4 separate regions of the Mus musculus genome follow, and regions 2, 3 and 4 are each linked to region 1. The links are chromatin contacts, called in public HiChIP or PLAC-seq, Micro-C and promoter capture Hi-C maps. All regions are on one chromosome and are shown on one strand. The core of a region is the stretch at or near the end of the contact, and the rest is flanking DNA. Distances in the headings are between cores, read along the strand shown. Region 1 holds the start of Ccdc14 (coiled-coil domain containing 14). Region 2 holds the start of Adcy5 (adenylate cyclase 5). Region 3 overlaps Kalrn (kalirin, RhoGEF kinase). Region 4 overlaps Kalrn (kalirin, RhoGEF kinase).

Region 1 (3,519 bases), core at 438-2,937:
AGTCCTGACTTCCTTGGTGATGAACAGCAGTATGGAAGTGTAAGCTGAATAAACTCTTTCCTCCCCAACTACTTCTTGGTCATGATGTTTGTGCAGGAATAGAAACCCTGACTAAGACAGAGCTACTAAAAATAAATTGCAAAACCTTCACCTCATCATTTTAAGTAAGATTTAAGATTTGTTTTAGGTGGCATTCATAAGTATCCTGGGGAACATGCTGCCTTGTGGCCAACACAACTAATACTAAAATCCCTCCACTTGGAGTGTTTACTATACAGATGGGAAGATTTTACTTGTGGAATATGTATATGTGTATATATATGCATATAATTTTATTTATATAATGTATATATTTTTATTTTATTTATTTTTAAATTCTTACATGTATAGATGTTTTCCTTGTGTGTATGTCTGTGTACTACATGCTGGGGACCAGAGGCCAGAAAAGCGCACTGGATTCCCTGGAACTGAAGTTGTAGACAGCTGTGAGCTGATGCTAGGAATTGAACTCAGATCCTCTGCAGTTGTATCTAGTGCTCTTAACTTATGTGCTACCTATTCAGCTACATTTTAACTAATTTTTTTAAAAAGAATTATTTATTTATTTTATATATGTGAGTACACTGTAGCTGTTCAGACACACCAGAAGAGGGCATCAGATCCTATTACAGATGGTTGTGAGCCATCATGTGATTGCAGGGAATTGAACTCAGAATGTCTGGAAGAGCAGTCAGTGCTCTTAACCACTAAGCCATCTCTCCAGCCCCATTTAAATTCATTTTTTAAAAAAGGTTTATTTAAGTAGGGTGTGATAGCATACACCTTTAGCACCAGCATTAGGTAGGCAAAAACAGGAGGGTCTTTGTGAATTTCAGACCAGTATGGTCTACATTGTAAGTTTCAGGCCAAGCAAAATTATGCGCGCGCGCGTGTGTATACATATATATCCTTCTTTAAAATGTCGTATGCATATGTGAGTACCACTTGTACAACTGGTGCCTGAGGAGGCAGAAGAGAGTACTAGATCTTCTGAAATTGGAGTCACATGGTTGTGACCCACTACCTGTGGGTATCCAACCTGAGTTCTTTGCAAGGGCAAGAGTTGCTCTTATCCACTAAGTCTCTACAGGTCCCAGGGTTTTAAAATCAACACAACCCTTTTTTTTTTTTTTTTTTTTTTTAACAAAGGTAGCCATCTTACCATAGAAAGAAGAGTCAACCGGGTTAATTTCTCTCCAACTTGATTTAAAACAATCCCAAATATAGTGTCTCAAACACCATTCTCTATTTAGTGCAGCTATCAGTGGTAAAAAATACTGCCATCCTTTATCAACAGCAATTATCTCGATAGAAAAAGTAGACAGCCAAACCATTGAACACTGTTCAGGTTAGATTTCTATTGACTCTCAAGAACAAATACACTTAAAACAGTACACAAAGCTTCTGAAATCCAGCGGTAGTCCTTTACCCAATGGGCTAGCAGGCCCTGGTTCCCACTTCAACCAGTTTGAAGAATGCTGCAAAGCCAACGAGTTCCTCGCCCCGCCCCTCCCGCAAGGCCCCGCCCACATCAGGCCCCGCCCCCGCGTCCGCCCCGCCCCCCGGGCCGTCTGTTGGCCTCTCCCACTCTCCGCCTGGGCGTGGCAAGCTGGAGCACGCGGAGTCTGTTGCGCACGCCCAGGGCTCCAGGTTCCGACCCGAAGGAAAACCTTTTAGCGCCAAGGAGGCTATGAGTCCCGGCGGTCCGCGGCCTTCTTCCCGGAAGCGGAAGCTCAGGGGGCGGGACAAGGGAGGTCCGGACATCTCGGCGGTTAATTCTTTTTTTCTCAAGTATTCGTTTCCCTACGCCTGGGCTCTTCTGAGGCTGAGAGAAATGGTCAGGTCCGGATCTCGACCGGGCCAGGTGAGGGCTGCGGACCTGATGAGTCCACTGTGGGGTGGCGAGAGGCGAGGGGGATTTAGGAAGGTGCTAGAAAAAAAATAGTAACTGCGGCGCGCCCGAAGTGGTGAGGACGTCCCTAGATGAATGCTTTATTCAGGGCGGCCGTGCCAGTCTTCCAGAGCGCAGTTTGGTGTCAGACCCCGGGTTCGAAGCCCAGCCTTTATCACCAGTGCAGTGACCTCCTTCCCGCTCTGTGCTTTGCAGTTGTTTCCAATATTACGTAGTTATCCAGCAATTGTGCCTCTACAAAGCCAGTAATTTGCCCGACTTGGTCATTTGTCCGACTGCCTAATAACATCTCTATCAGAGAAGTTCTTAGGATCTTAGCTTGAGTTAATCCTCTCCCCGGATTCAGCTTCTCGGTGCTTCTCTTAACTGATCTTCTGTCTCTGTTGTTGGAGTCTCCCAGTAAGTGGCTGTACCCGCCCTCCGTTCTCAAACGCGTGACTCTTGATGTTCTCTAGTAACTGCTCCAAGTACGACAGGGAAACCCATTTTCAAGATACACATTTGGCTTGGAACAGAGCCATTTTGGATCCTTTGCAGTTCCCGCCCCATCCAATCAGGTCCAATAGAGCTAAACTAGTTTTAGCCCTGCTGTGCCCTGGGCGTTCTGACCTTTCGTGCTCCCACGTCTTTTCAAATTATGGTGGGCCTGTTAATTCTATTTTCCTTCTAGCCCTCATGTCAAGAACCGTCTCTAGAATATTTTTCCAACACCATCACATCTCCGCTAGTTGGGCGTGCTTCAGGCCACCTTCCGCATCTTGCAATCTTCCACAAATCACTTCATGTTGGACCTGGTGCTAGTCTACTACTAGAATATTTCATCTCTGTCTTGGAGATTTAGAAAGCACTTGGCATATAGTAGACTTGGGGTTTTACTTTGTTTCCCACCATTTAACAACATACCTATAATGTTGTCTTTCTTGCTAATGTATATTTTGCACTCCCCCCTCCCCCCCAAAAAAAAAACCCTGTCTTGAGACTTCCTTTTTTGAATGGTTGCATGTTGTCAATATGTCTAGGGAAATATGCTGTAGTCATCAAAGAAATGGAAGTTAAAATATTTTCTATCACAAAATAAGTATTGGTGATGGTGTTGAGAAATTGGTACTCTTGTATAGTCCTGGTGAGAATATAACTAGTATAGCTTCCTCAGAAAATAAGCCGAGCACGACAGTGCACAAGTGTAGCCCTAGTATTTGGGAACCCGAGGCAGGAGGATCATGAGCTCAAGGCCAACTTGAATAACAGTGAGATCCAGTCTCAAAAAAACCCAAACCACTTAAAGTAGAGCTAAGGTGACCCAGCCAGCTTCATTACTGGTACTTATTCAAAAGAGCTGAAATCAAGATTTTAAAGAGCTGTTTGCGATTCCTTGCATTGTTGCATTCGTCGCAACAGCTAAGACATAGAAACAACCTAAATATCTCTGAGTGAGTGGGTAAAGAAATTACGGTCACATACATCTAATGGAATATTACTCAGCCTTAAGGGAGGTCTGCCGTATGCAGTAGCAGTGTGTGTGATGTGTGAGACTGACTTAGTGGACTCAGCTGTTCCTAGAGGACAGC
Region 2 (3,519 bases), core at 421-2,920, 460 kb after region 1:
CTGCTGGACCTAGATTGCACCCCCAGAATCGATTTGGTACTCACAGAGGGAAACAATGGTTTTTGCCGTACACTGACAGGCTCTTGGAATCCTGTTGCCTAGTGAGTGTGGCTGAGCCAGAGGGGCTGGCCAGCTTTGCTCCCTCCCTGATTACACGAGTTCCAGACCCAGTTTGCTGTCTTTTCCTGGTAGCATCCAGCCCGGTACAATGCTTTGCAAGTTTCCAGCGCGATAGGGTTTGGCTGGCTAGGTTCGTGTTGCTTTTACTACTTAGCCAACCATAGATTACTCAAAGGCTGGAGGATTACTCAAGATCCCGTTTACGCAGATCCCTTGGAATTCTTTTTTTCTCTCCTCCCGGTTTGCAGCTCTGGCAAGGTTTATCTTCAGTTGCCAAGGAGATGAGCAGTGGAGGAGGATGTGGACCTCTAGGCTTCTTGTCAACTTTGGAGGACGGCAGAAGGATGAAGGGGCTGACAGCATACAAGTCACCCTCCCCAAGCAAAACTGCCAGAACTCCGGTTAGGACAGCTTAGGGGGTCAAGGGAGCTGAAGAGGCAGACAGACCCAGATCTTCTACTCAGCTGTCTACTCTTGTCTACCCTTGCCTTTATTCAGGAGTTCCCAGAAGGGTCATTTTTGCTTCCCTGACTGGCAAGGAGACTAGCTTGCCTGTGGGAGCATCTGGGTAGGTGTGGAAGCCAGCGTAGCACTGAAGAAAAGATCTTTGGATTGTGGGTTAGGAGACCTGTGTGGTGTATTCCAAGTTGGCTAAGTTCTTAGAGCCTCAGTTTCCACATTTGCAAATAGGAAATAGCTACACAGGCCCTGTCCCCCATCCGAGCCCATGGCTGTTACTAGAACCACATGGGATTTAAAACACATGAACAGGCAAAGGGCTCCTTATAAACGCCAGGTGTTCCCACAGCTGTCAGTGGTGTTTCCTCTTAGTAACTATGCTCCAAAGTGGTCCTGCTCGCCCCACCCTGGCTGCATCGGCCTCACCCACTGCTAGCAACTCCATCTTTTCCATCGCTGTCTTTCTGTGCCCCAGACATCCTCAGTCTCTGCATCTCCCTAGTTCATTTCCGGGTCTGGCTCTGGGTCCCTCCGTCCTCTCTAGGGACTCTGTCTCCAGTTCCCTGCGGCAGTAGCGGTCGGGGCGCCCCCCACCCGGCGCGCCCTCCGTTGGCACCGTCGCCGGGCCACAGAATCGCCCAATAAGAGCGCCGGACTCGAGTCTGACAGCTCTGGAAGCGGCCAATAGAGCCGGACCAGAGAAGGGGGGAGCAGCACCGTAGCTGAAGTTGGGCTGAATGGGGGTGGGGGAGAAAAGGGTAATAAAAAGAGGGGAGATAGGACTGGGGTCGCAGGACCCGATCGGGGGTGGATTGCCCGCTACCCAGGTCCGACGAGGGATCCGCCCGTTGACCCGGCTCCAGGCACCAGGGAGGGAGGGGCGCAGTGAAAATATAGGTGAGGAAGGGGAGCGGGGGTCCCTGCGGCTCCCGGGCCCGGCTTGAGTATGTTCGCGGGGTGCCGGGGCCAGGACGCGGGCGGCGGCAGGGCAGAGGGCGGAGGCGGCCGCACGCCGCTGTGAGCCGAGGCCCGAGCGGCGCGGGGGGCGGGGAGGCGGCGGGAGGAGGGGATGCGGAGGGCGCTCCGGCGGCGGCGGCGGCGAGCGGGCGAGAAGGGAGGAGCGGCGCGAGCGGCCGGAGCGGCGCAGGGCCCGAGGCGTGCATGGCGCGCCCGGAGCCGGGCTCCCTCGGGCCCCTCGGGAGCGCCCCCGGGGCGCCGCGGCTCTTCGGCCGGCCCTTATCGGCCGGCTGCTGTTGAGCCGCAGCCCTCCATCGCTGGATGCCGTGGTCCCCGGGAGAAGCCCGCCTGCGTTGGGGCAGAACGGCGGCGGCGCTGCGCCGGATTCCGCCCTCCGCGTAGTGGTTCTGCGCTCGGCTACGGTGGGCCAGCCGCCGGCAACGAGGAACCCAGGGCTTGCGGAGCTAGCGACTCAACCCTCGGGACCTGCCGGAACGGGCCGGCCTGCTGGGTCTGGGGGACAGGAGGAGACGAGAGGGGAAGGGCCGCACCGCAGGAGCCGGTCCTCGCCCCCGCCCCCTGCGCGGGCACGCCGGAGGCTCTGTTCGCCTTTCGCGGGGGCCACGCTCCCACTCGCGCCTCCGGAGGTGGGGGATGCGGGCGACGGCCCCCCCGGGCTCCAGGACCCTCCTCCCCGGGGCTCCGGAGCTCTTGCTCCGCCCGCCGCCCCCTCCCCCGTCCTCTCCACCCCCCATCCCACCTCCCCACCCCTCGTAAGAAAATAATGCTGGCAGGAGCCTGCACCTCCCAGTCGCTCCCAGTGCGCTGCGAGCAAAGGGCACCCGCTGCGTCTCCGTGCCGGGACCCCTGCCGAGCCGCCCTCGCCGCCACCTTGCTGGGAGAGTCGCTGCTCTCGGCTTAGGCAAAAGCCACGAGCGCCGCGCCCGGGAACTGCCAGCTTCGGAGAGGCGCCGCCCGCAAGGACACCTCTCCGTCCCGCCTGCTCCTCAACTCCCAGCCTGAGCTCGACGCGAGCCAGGAGTCCGGACATCTCTGCGTCCGGCGCAGCAGTCAGAGCTGTCCCCACTGCCACCGCTCGGAGCCAACTCCGTCTCGGACCTGGGACTCTGGACTCTAATTCGTAGCTACTTCTCACCTCGGGGCTGCGCTGTCTCCCCGCTAGCCTTCCCGTTGTCCTCCACCGCTCAGGACGGGGGTGCCACGATGTCCCGCTGCTGCGCAGGGCCCCGGGCCTCCCTCGACGTGTGACCCTAGCCTGGTCCCCCTGCTTGGCTGTCCGCCCTCTCCTTGGAGACCCCCGGCCCGGCCCCCGGGGGAAGAGGAAGAAGACGACGAGGCCGAGGGGGGGATGTCCGGCTCCAAAAGCGTGAGCCCCCCGGGCTACGCTGCACAGACAGCGGCGTCGCCAGCGCCCCGGGGAGGCCCGGAGCATCGCGCCGCTTGGGGAGAAGCCGATTCCCGCGCCAATGGCTACCCCCACGCCCCCGGGGGATCAACCCGCGGCTCCACCAAGAGATCTGGGGGAGCGGTGACCCCACAACAGCAGCAGCGCCTGGCCAGCCGTTGGCGCGGTGGCGATGACGACGAAGACCCTCCACTAAGCGGTGATGACCCTCTGGCTGGGGGCTTCGGCTTCAGCTTCCGCTCTAAGTCCGCCTGGCAGGAGCGCGGTGGCGACGACGGCGGTCGCGGCAGCAGGCGGCAGCGGCGGGGCGCGGCTGGAGGGGGCAGCACCCGGGCGCCCCCTGCGGGCGGCAGCGGCAGTTCGGCGGCGGCCGCAGCGGCCGCAGGTGGCACAGAGGTGCGCCCCCGCTCGGTGGAGCTGGGCCTGGAGGAGCGTCGAGGAAAAGGCCGAGCGGCCGAGGAGCTGGAGCCCGGGACTGGCATCGTCGAGGATGGAGACGGGTCGGAGGATGGAGGCAGTTCTGTGGCGTCAGGCTCTGGGACCGGCGCGGTGCTGTC
Region 3 (3,519 bases), core at 578-3,077, 450 kb before region 1:
CTTCTCACAGATTAACTCGATTCCTGTTTGGAAAAAAAAAAAAAAAAAAAAAAAAGCAAACAATTAAAACCCAGGCAGCATGGAGCCCACAACATTGCTTTAATTATATAAGAAAGCTCGACTTTGGGAGTTGCCGTTATTGGCCAACTGCAACACAGCTCCCAGTGCAGCTGGACAGATCCTGTAATCGGTCCTCACTTAGGACAATGCCAGCTCGTTAGGACGAATGAATCCTTTGTCCAGGAAGCAAATTTCAACACACCAGGTCCTTTCCATAAGTGGAAGAGAGGATGCTGTAACTCTGGAGATCCATCCTAAGAGAGACAGCTCCTGGCAGCACCTGTTTGGAGACTTGCCAACACCCAGATTCATAAGCAAACTTGAGTCATCTTGGACATGATAAAGCCAAATCAAAAGGACCCTGTCTTAGGCACTCCTGCCAAGGGAATGTTCTATTCTAACTAGTTAGGTATAATTTATGATTAGATGAAAGTAGCCAACGACTTAGGTCTCCTAAGAAATCAATGCTATCTATCTCCCAAATATACAGGATAAGTATTCCCAACAATACCACAGGGACAACGAATGTCATGCACATTCAGAAAAACCTTCACCTTTAAGTTTTGCTCGCACACAGAGCTTGCCCTTCACTCTACGGACTCAGAGCAGGTCTAGGGCCAGTCACTTGCTGACATGTGTTTCCAGTGTTTATGAACATAGCTCCCAACCTAGACAACAATCAGCCTGGAGCACAGCTGCAGTCAGTACCCACCAACCAAAGGCTCGGTCCTCCCTCATCATCCTCCCTGCCTTGATCTTTCTGTATCCCTCTCATGACACCTGATGTGCAGTTATGCACACTTTCTTCTCTGCCCATCAGCAACAGGTCCAGGGAAGCCTGCCTCAACTGGATTTCTGCTTTAGGAGGGTCACTGATAATGTCAGATGGGATAAAGGGACTCGCTTTAGCTCATCCCTTCACTTGCTGGAGGCTAGACTTTTAGTCTTAAGTTGCAAAGTCAACCTGGAATGTTAGAATCATATAAAACTCTATTTTTGGCTCCCCTCCTGTGGGCAGAGCTGTCTACGCTTTCCAGATGCAGATGCCGGCATGCCAGAGACAGAGATGAGTTTCCGATGGTGCTCTTAAATTCATGCCTTCTTGGTTCCTGTCCAGGATGCAAACCGTGACCCATGCTGTTTCCCGAGTTTCATTGATTGTCTACTTATTTAGCCTTACCCTGGCTGCTCTTCTATTCTGATCCTTGACTCTACTTGGCTATGTGGCCTCACTGTTCGGTCCACATCTTTGCTCTGATTTCTCATTCTGTAATCTGTGACCCAAAGCAGCTGAGAATCTTATGGTCATATCCTGTGTGAGATACAGAAGAGTGGGGATCCAACTAATAATGGGGTTCACATTAAAATCCTCGCAGATAAATTCCCAAAGGAGCACATCAACCGTAACATATGGCCACCTACAAAATCAATCTTCACTGAGAGATGCTTCCATTACCCTGACACACCACTGGAAACTCATCCCTGTCTCCGGCACTCTGGCATCTGCATCTGGGAAGCACAGGCAAGTCCGCCCACACGAGGGGAAACTCATTTCTGGAGGCAAAAATAGAGTTTTATATAAGGACAATATGGGAGAGTGGGAAAAATATTTTCTGGTGTTACATGATAATAATTTCAGTATCTTTTTATGTTTATTTTTTTCTGTGAGTTTCATAATTCCAAGTCCCAGCTCCTGAAATATCTGTGGGAGATGGAAGAGAACGGCTTGTTCTTTTGGCAGCCAACCCCTCTGCCTACTATTTTCAGTCACCAGAAGGGTGCGGTAGGTAGAGCATCTTCTGGACTGAAATAAAAAGAACTGAAGCAATTTCTACTCCCTGTGGCTTGCCCACGTTGGGGGTCAGGGTTAGCAGGGGGTAGGGTAAAGGGGATCGGGGGATAGGAGGATAACTCTGACCTTGTGCTGACTTTCAGGAAATGTAATTTCAGACCCATCTCCGCTTCTCCGCAGTTACAGTGTGGCTCTGTTCCAGACAACCTTGGCTTCACCACATCCCTAGGATTCAGAGCGCTGGGCTTTGTCTTTCTCTAGCAGGCAGGTGACTGAACCCTGCCACTGTACGTGTGAATGGCTGCTCAGAGTTAGTGACTCAGCAAGAAAGCTTGCTCAGTATGTCGTTGAGAGCCCCAAGACCCAGGCTGTGCAATTCTGTTTGTTTCTCTTGTTACTGTCTTATATAATGTGTCCAGGACTACAGGGATGAAGAGGGCGCCTACTGCATCTCCACAATCTCAAATACAGGGGGAGGGGATGAGAGGAGCATACAGACTTATCCTGGCCACACCTAGAGGTGCCCATTCCACACTCTTCCTTCCTCTGCTCCCAGTCATCGGTGTGAGTTCCAGTTAAACCCTACCAACTGGTCCATCTCCAGACATCACCTCTGAGTAGAGTTTGCTTTTGTTGATAACACTGCCCTCAATTTAATGATAGACTTACCTGTCCTGCTTAGGGACAGTAATGATGTCCCCAACAATAAAAATTACTCCCAGTAATAATGCAGAAAGACAGGTTGTCTTTTTCTCAGAGAGTGAATGTATTCTCATTTCTTTTCTCTTCAGTGTCCCCCTGACAGGGAACTGGCTCAGTTCCCTCTCAAGGATGGCTTCTTACACCTTGCTCACATTGTCACTGGAATGTAGGCTCTCAGATGCTGGGGCCATGTTTGCTCCACTTGGCCACTGCCTCTTCTCCCCCTGTTCTTGGCTCATATTGCTCATGCATTGCTCTGACCAGTGAGCAAGCAGAGCTCTTTGGGGGCGAAGTGGGTTTGTGCAGGATGGTGGAGAGCCCTGAGGAGGGACAGGCTCAGGTTTGAGGCTATGCTCTGAAACCTGGTAATGGTAATCGTCTTGGCTCTGTACCTTTCCCCAAGCCCCACTCTCCTCATCTGTAAAATGGGAATGATAACCTACGGCTGCTGTAAGGACCTGGATAGATATATGATGTCTGGCATTTTGTCAGTTCCAAATACTCTTTTCCCAAATTGTCCTTTTTCTTGAGGGAAATTAGCGAGAATATAGTGGTGATTGCTGATGAAATTGCTGTGTCTTATAAATATAAAACCTAGTGACACTTATGTACTTAATGTATGTTGTTAGAAAAGATGGTATTTTGAATGTTACTGGACTGATGCTGTCAACATAGTTCACACTGGATTCATCTGGAGGACTTTTGAAAATCACTGTGTCCTGCGAACACCACAGACCCAGAATCTCTGGCTGGCTAGAAGTTGGCCATTAAATGTTCTTAAAGCTGCTGAGGAGATCTAACAATGACCGGGTTCATAACCATTCTATAAGATGGCAGTGGCCACAGCCCAAGAAGCAGGCATTCTCTTTTTATACTGAGTTGTAGAGCACTCACCATTCATATATATGTGTATATGTGTGTGTATGTATGTGTGTGTATGTATGTGTATATGTGTAAGTGTGTGT
Region 4 (3,519 bases), core at 564-3,063, 410 kb before region 1:
GCTTTCTCTCTAGCCCTCTTGCTTCCTCTCTCCCCCTCCCTTCTTCCCTTCTCTTCACGTGACCATGGCCACCCCCTGCCCTTTTACTCTTCTCTCTCTCTCTCTCTCTCTCTCTCTCTCTCTCTCTCTCTCTCTCTCTCTCTGCTTTTCTACAATAAAGCTCTAAAACCATGGACTGTCTCTGCTCATCAAGATCCACCATGCTAGAACAATGGAATAGACCTTTCCCTAAAGCGCCTCTTCTAATCCCCCACAGGAAGACCTCCCAGCATTTCCAGCCACCAGACCAGACCAAAGACTCTCGCCCTCATGGGAACCACCTAGTGCCTTCTCCCCTTGCCCCTTCTCCCTTCTTCTCCGGGGCTGACTGAGGCCCTCACTTCGTTCTCAGCTCTTCCGTGGTGTCTAGCAACGTCCTGCGATGCCCAAGAGCTAGAACCTGTTGTCCCTGGACTCCATGAGGCTCAGGGACCCTGACTGCTCCCTCTCCACCCCCTTGGACTGAGGTTCTCTGACCCACAGCCAGACGCCCACTCAGCAGTGTAGAGAGCATGTGGCAGCCCCCCCCCTCACTGAATCTGCCCATCCAAAGCCCCAGAGCTCTGGTGGGACTTGAGTCATCTCTCCTACCCCTTTTATTTCCCCACGACCAGCGCCCCATAGATACTGTTAAAAATTATCATTACCATGGGCCATCAGGCAGGTAAGGTATCAAGTCTGTTAGCCTTAGTTTGATCCCTGGGATGGAAGAAAGGAGTTAACTCTGGCAAGTTGTCCTCTGATCTCTACATGTATGCATAAGAGTGTGCATGGGCACATGTGCTCACGCAAAGACATATTAAATAAATAAAATATGATAGTTATTGAAAACATCATCATCACCTGAAACATGGCTATGGGAACGGGAGCTGCTTTAGAACCTCCAAGGACTGACATACATAGCCGCAGGAACTGGATTCAACTGGACTGAGAACTGCATTGCTGCATTGGAAGGAACCCTCACTGAAGAACAGCCTTAGCCTCTATGCTGGGCCTTGGCAGGCTCTCTACTCATCACAGAAATTAGTGTGTGGGCCTACAGCACCACGAAGAGAGGTATGCATACAATAGTCTGTATGTAAGGCACAGACTGTACATTAGAACTGTGTATTATTTTCCATCAGTAAAAATGAGAGTAGAAATTCACCAGGGTGAAGTCTTAGCTCTCTATAAAATTAAATTATGTAGAACAGTTCACTCTCTAAGGACATGAAAGGAATGAGGTATGACACGAAGTACAAATTGGTAATCTAACACCAGGGGCATGCTAGGTAAAGGAGCTACCAGGGCAAGCCAGGGAAGCCTGGGGGCACTTTTCAGTAGGAAATGTGCTTTGGGGCCAACTTTAAAGTCTAAAATATGAGGCCACAGGCAGTCATCTTTCAGCAGAGGACAAGCCCAACAGTCAGAGGAGCCTTGGTCACAGGTTAAGAGGAGACAAGGAGGGGTGGTCCAGCTAGGCTAGTGAAGGAACACTGGCTGCTGAGCTCTCTCTCCTGTCCTCAGACAACTATGGTTCAGGAGTCAGAGAGGCCAGATGAGGTGATCACTGTGGGTTCAGCACCCCCCACCTACAGTGTCCAAGACTGAAGGCAGGATGGGAAGGGAGCAGGGAGGGAGGAAGACAGAGGAAAGAGACCTGCTGCCCCCAGTACAAAGCACCATATTGTTTCCATTTGCAACTGCTTTGCCCCCAGAGTCTCCCTGACCCAACTTACAGAAACGTGAGAACAAAGAAGAGCCTTGCTCAACACATCATTAGCCTTAGCTTTAGAATGTGGATCGAATTCCAGCTAATCCAGTGAGCAAGCCTGGGAACCTGGCCCTCCACAGTGAAGTAGCCTAGGGCGTCAAGAGTTCAGTCAGACTGAGAGTCACATTCCCTCTCTTGGGAAACTCCCAGTTTGCTGCCATCTCATCAATCTCTTCTGTATCTTTAGTTCGTCTTTTGTGAATGTGTTCCAGACATGATCTCATCCAGTCACAATATCTCTTGAACAAGAATGATAACGATTAGCATTTGCTCTGTGCTCTAAGGAAACTGAAGCCATACTAAATATATTATCTTAATGCCTAGTTCAGATAAGATGGAATAGGCATTATTCCCATTTTGTAGATGCAGAAACTGAGGCCTGGCAAGGTTATGTCACTGGTAGGGTAGCTCTAGGCCTTCTACCCACATGCCCCAATCCCTGTACCCATCCCATTGACATTGACACTTATTCCCCATACAGGGAAGAAAGTAGGAAGGATCTGTAGTTGGCATTTGTGGACGGGGGTGGGGAGCATGGTACTAACGGATCCAATGGCTTTCATGGAAGAGACAAAACAAAGAAAAGTGGAACCTAGGACTCTGTCCTGTGTTCAAGTCACCTGGTGCCTCACTGGGTACCCTGAAGCCATGATAGGATATGATTTTTTAAAATAAATCCCAAACTGCGACTCTTTCTAACCTTATAAACGCAGAACTTTCACCAGAGTGATGGCGATTGCAGGTGGACCACATCCAAGGTATGAATGACAGTCTGATTAGGTTGAAAGACACCTAGATGATCAGAAGGCAGACTACCTGTGAGGATGTTTCCGGAGAGGATCACCTAAGGAGGGAAGAGGGCATCACTATCCCACAGCCTGTATCCAGGGATGCAACGAAAAGGGGTGAGAGAAAGCCCTTGAGTATAGAAGTGCTCTCTCTGTGCTTCTTGGCCGGCCATCTTTGCCCTGCTTCCCATGATGCTCTGCTTTCCAACACAGAAGCAGCAGAACTCAGAAACTGAAGGCTATAATAAACTTTCTCTATTTTATTCTGTCAGGAATTTTCTAACACTAACAAAAGGTCCAATACAAAGTCTATATCTAAATAACCCTTTCTTCCATAGCTATAACTTTTTAAGCAAATGAGAATGACCCACACACATAATTTTAGACAGAGTTCAAGCCTCAGGGAGAAGAGAGATGAAAATGGAGTGAGTCCATCACATGGCATTGAAATTCCCGTTTTAGACTTTCACACTGCCTCCTCCCTGGGTGATATTTTCAAATTCTAGGCATGTGATGGACTAAAGTCCACCAGAGCTATTTCAGTCTGAATTTGGCATTATTGAGTCTAAGATATAGTGTACAAAATAGCCTACAACGTGCAACACCATTGACTTATGTAATTAGAGCTGAGGTAACCAAAATTTTGTGTTGCGGGTCCCTAGACTACAGAAGGACAGCTGTCTATCAATTCCTACGTAAACCCCACAGGCCATGTGTTTGCCTAGCATTTGCTTTGTGTATGCCAAGGCAAACATAGGCACCGATGCAGATGAGGCTAGGGTGCCCCCTGCCACCCGCAGATGGCTTTAAAACTCAGATCCCTCTATCTAAACCTGGCTTCCAGGTGGAAGAGCTCCAGTTTGTTCTTGACAGAACTTGGCAGTGAGTTTTTATCCCTGTTGAAAATTATTCCTAACAAATGGTTCGTGAAAATGTCTC

What was found. Promoter capture Hi-C pulls out the DNA fragments that hold promoters and counts their contacts. A called contact is a pair of places that touch in the nucleus more often than the background predicts. HiChIP or PLAC-seq counts read pairs in DNA pulled down with a chosen protein or histone mark.
Region 2: a Micro-C map of embryonic stem cells shows a contact between it and region 1, with 2.3 times the contacts expected there. The contact joins the promoter of Adcy5 here to the promoter of Ccdc14 in region 1. A contact is called at or near these places in 2 of 39 promoter capture datasets (hippocampal neurons and liver), 1 of 484 Hi-C or Micro-C datasets (embryonic stem cells) and 1 of 115 datasets of contacts at active chromatin or transcription factors (embryonic stem cells).
Region 3: a promoter capture Hi-C map of the SN4741 cell line shows a contact between it and region 1, with 4 times the contacts expected there. The contact joins the enhancer-like site here to the promoter of Ccdc14 in region 1. A contact is called at or near these places in 6 of 39 promoter capture datasets (the SN4741 cell line, cranial neural crest, frontonasal cranial neural crest and 3 more), 1 of 484 Hi-C or Micro-C datasets (nephron progenitors), 5 of 115 datasets of contacts at active chromatin or transcription factors (embryonic basal ganglia, embryonic forebrain, embryonic limb bud and 2 more) and 2 of 9 other capture datasets (adipose tissue and pancreatic islet).
Region 4: an H3K4me3 HiChIP or PLAC-seq map of craniofacial prominence shows a contact between it and region 1, with 5 times the contacts expected there. The contact joins the enhancer-like site here to the promoter of Ccdc14 in region 1. A contact is called at or near these places in 5 of 39 promoter capture datasets (the 3T3-L1 cell line, cranial neural crest, frontonasal cranial neural crest and 2 more), 1 of 15 datasets of contacts at CTCF or cohesin (the NIH/3T3 cell line), 2 of 484 Hi-C or Micro-C datasets (nephron progenitors and pancreatic cancer cells), 6 of 115 datasets of contacts at active chromatin or transcription factors (cardiomyocytes, craniofacial prominence, embryonic basal ganglia and 3 more) and 2 of 9 other capture datasets (adipose tissue and pancreatic islet).

The regions. Positions count from the first base shown.
Region 1 is chr16:34,688,929-34,692,447 of GRCm38.p6, forward strand. It overlaps Ccdc14 (coiled-coil domain containing 14), which reads left to right and starts at 1,688. Exons shown (of 13, transcript NM_172824.3): 1 at 1,688-1,903. The coding sequence starts at 1,730. It overlaps Gm35150 (a long non-coding RNA gene), which reads right to left and starts at 1,778. Exons shown (of 4, transcript XR_876043.1): 1 at 1,710-1,778.
Region 2 is chr16:35,153,194-35,156,712 of GRCm38.p6, forward strand. Adcy5 (adenylate cyclase 5) reads left to right here and starts at 1,671. Exons shown (of 21, transcript NM_001012765.5): 1 at 1,671-3,519. The coding sequence starts at 2,906.
Region 3 is chr16:34,235,389-34,238,907 of GRCm38.p6, forward strand. It overlaps Kalrn (kalirin, RhoGEF kinase), which reads right to left. Exons shown (of 60, transcript NM_177357.3): 15 at 1-23. Among named protein-coding and RNA genes, the nearest start is that of Gm41448, 120 kb to the left of the region's middle. Within about 2 kb of position 1,828, at least 25 of the 459 cell types and tissues checked have an H3K27ac peak or open chromatin away from gene starts, as enhancers often do. A contact at or near this core is called in the SN4741 cell line, where this site is marked.
Region 4 is chr16:34,276,743-34,280,261 of GRCm38.p6, forward strand. The region is part of intron 10 of Kalrn (kalirin, RhoGEF kinase); the gene reads right to left. Among named protein-coding and RNA genes, the nearest start is that of Gm41448, 160 kb to the left of the region's middle. Within about 2 kb of position 1,814, at least 6 of the 459 cell types and tissues checked have an H3K27ac peak or open chromatin away from gene starts, as enhancers often do. A contact at or near this core is called in craniofacial prominence, where this site is marked.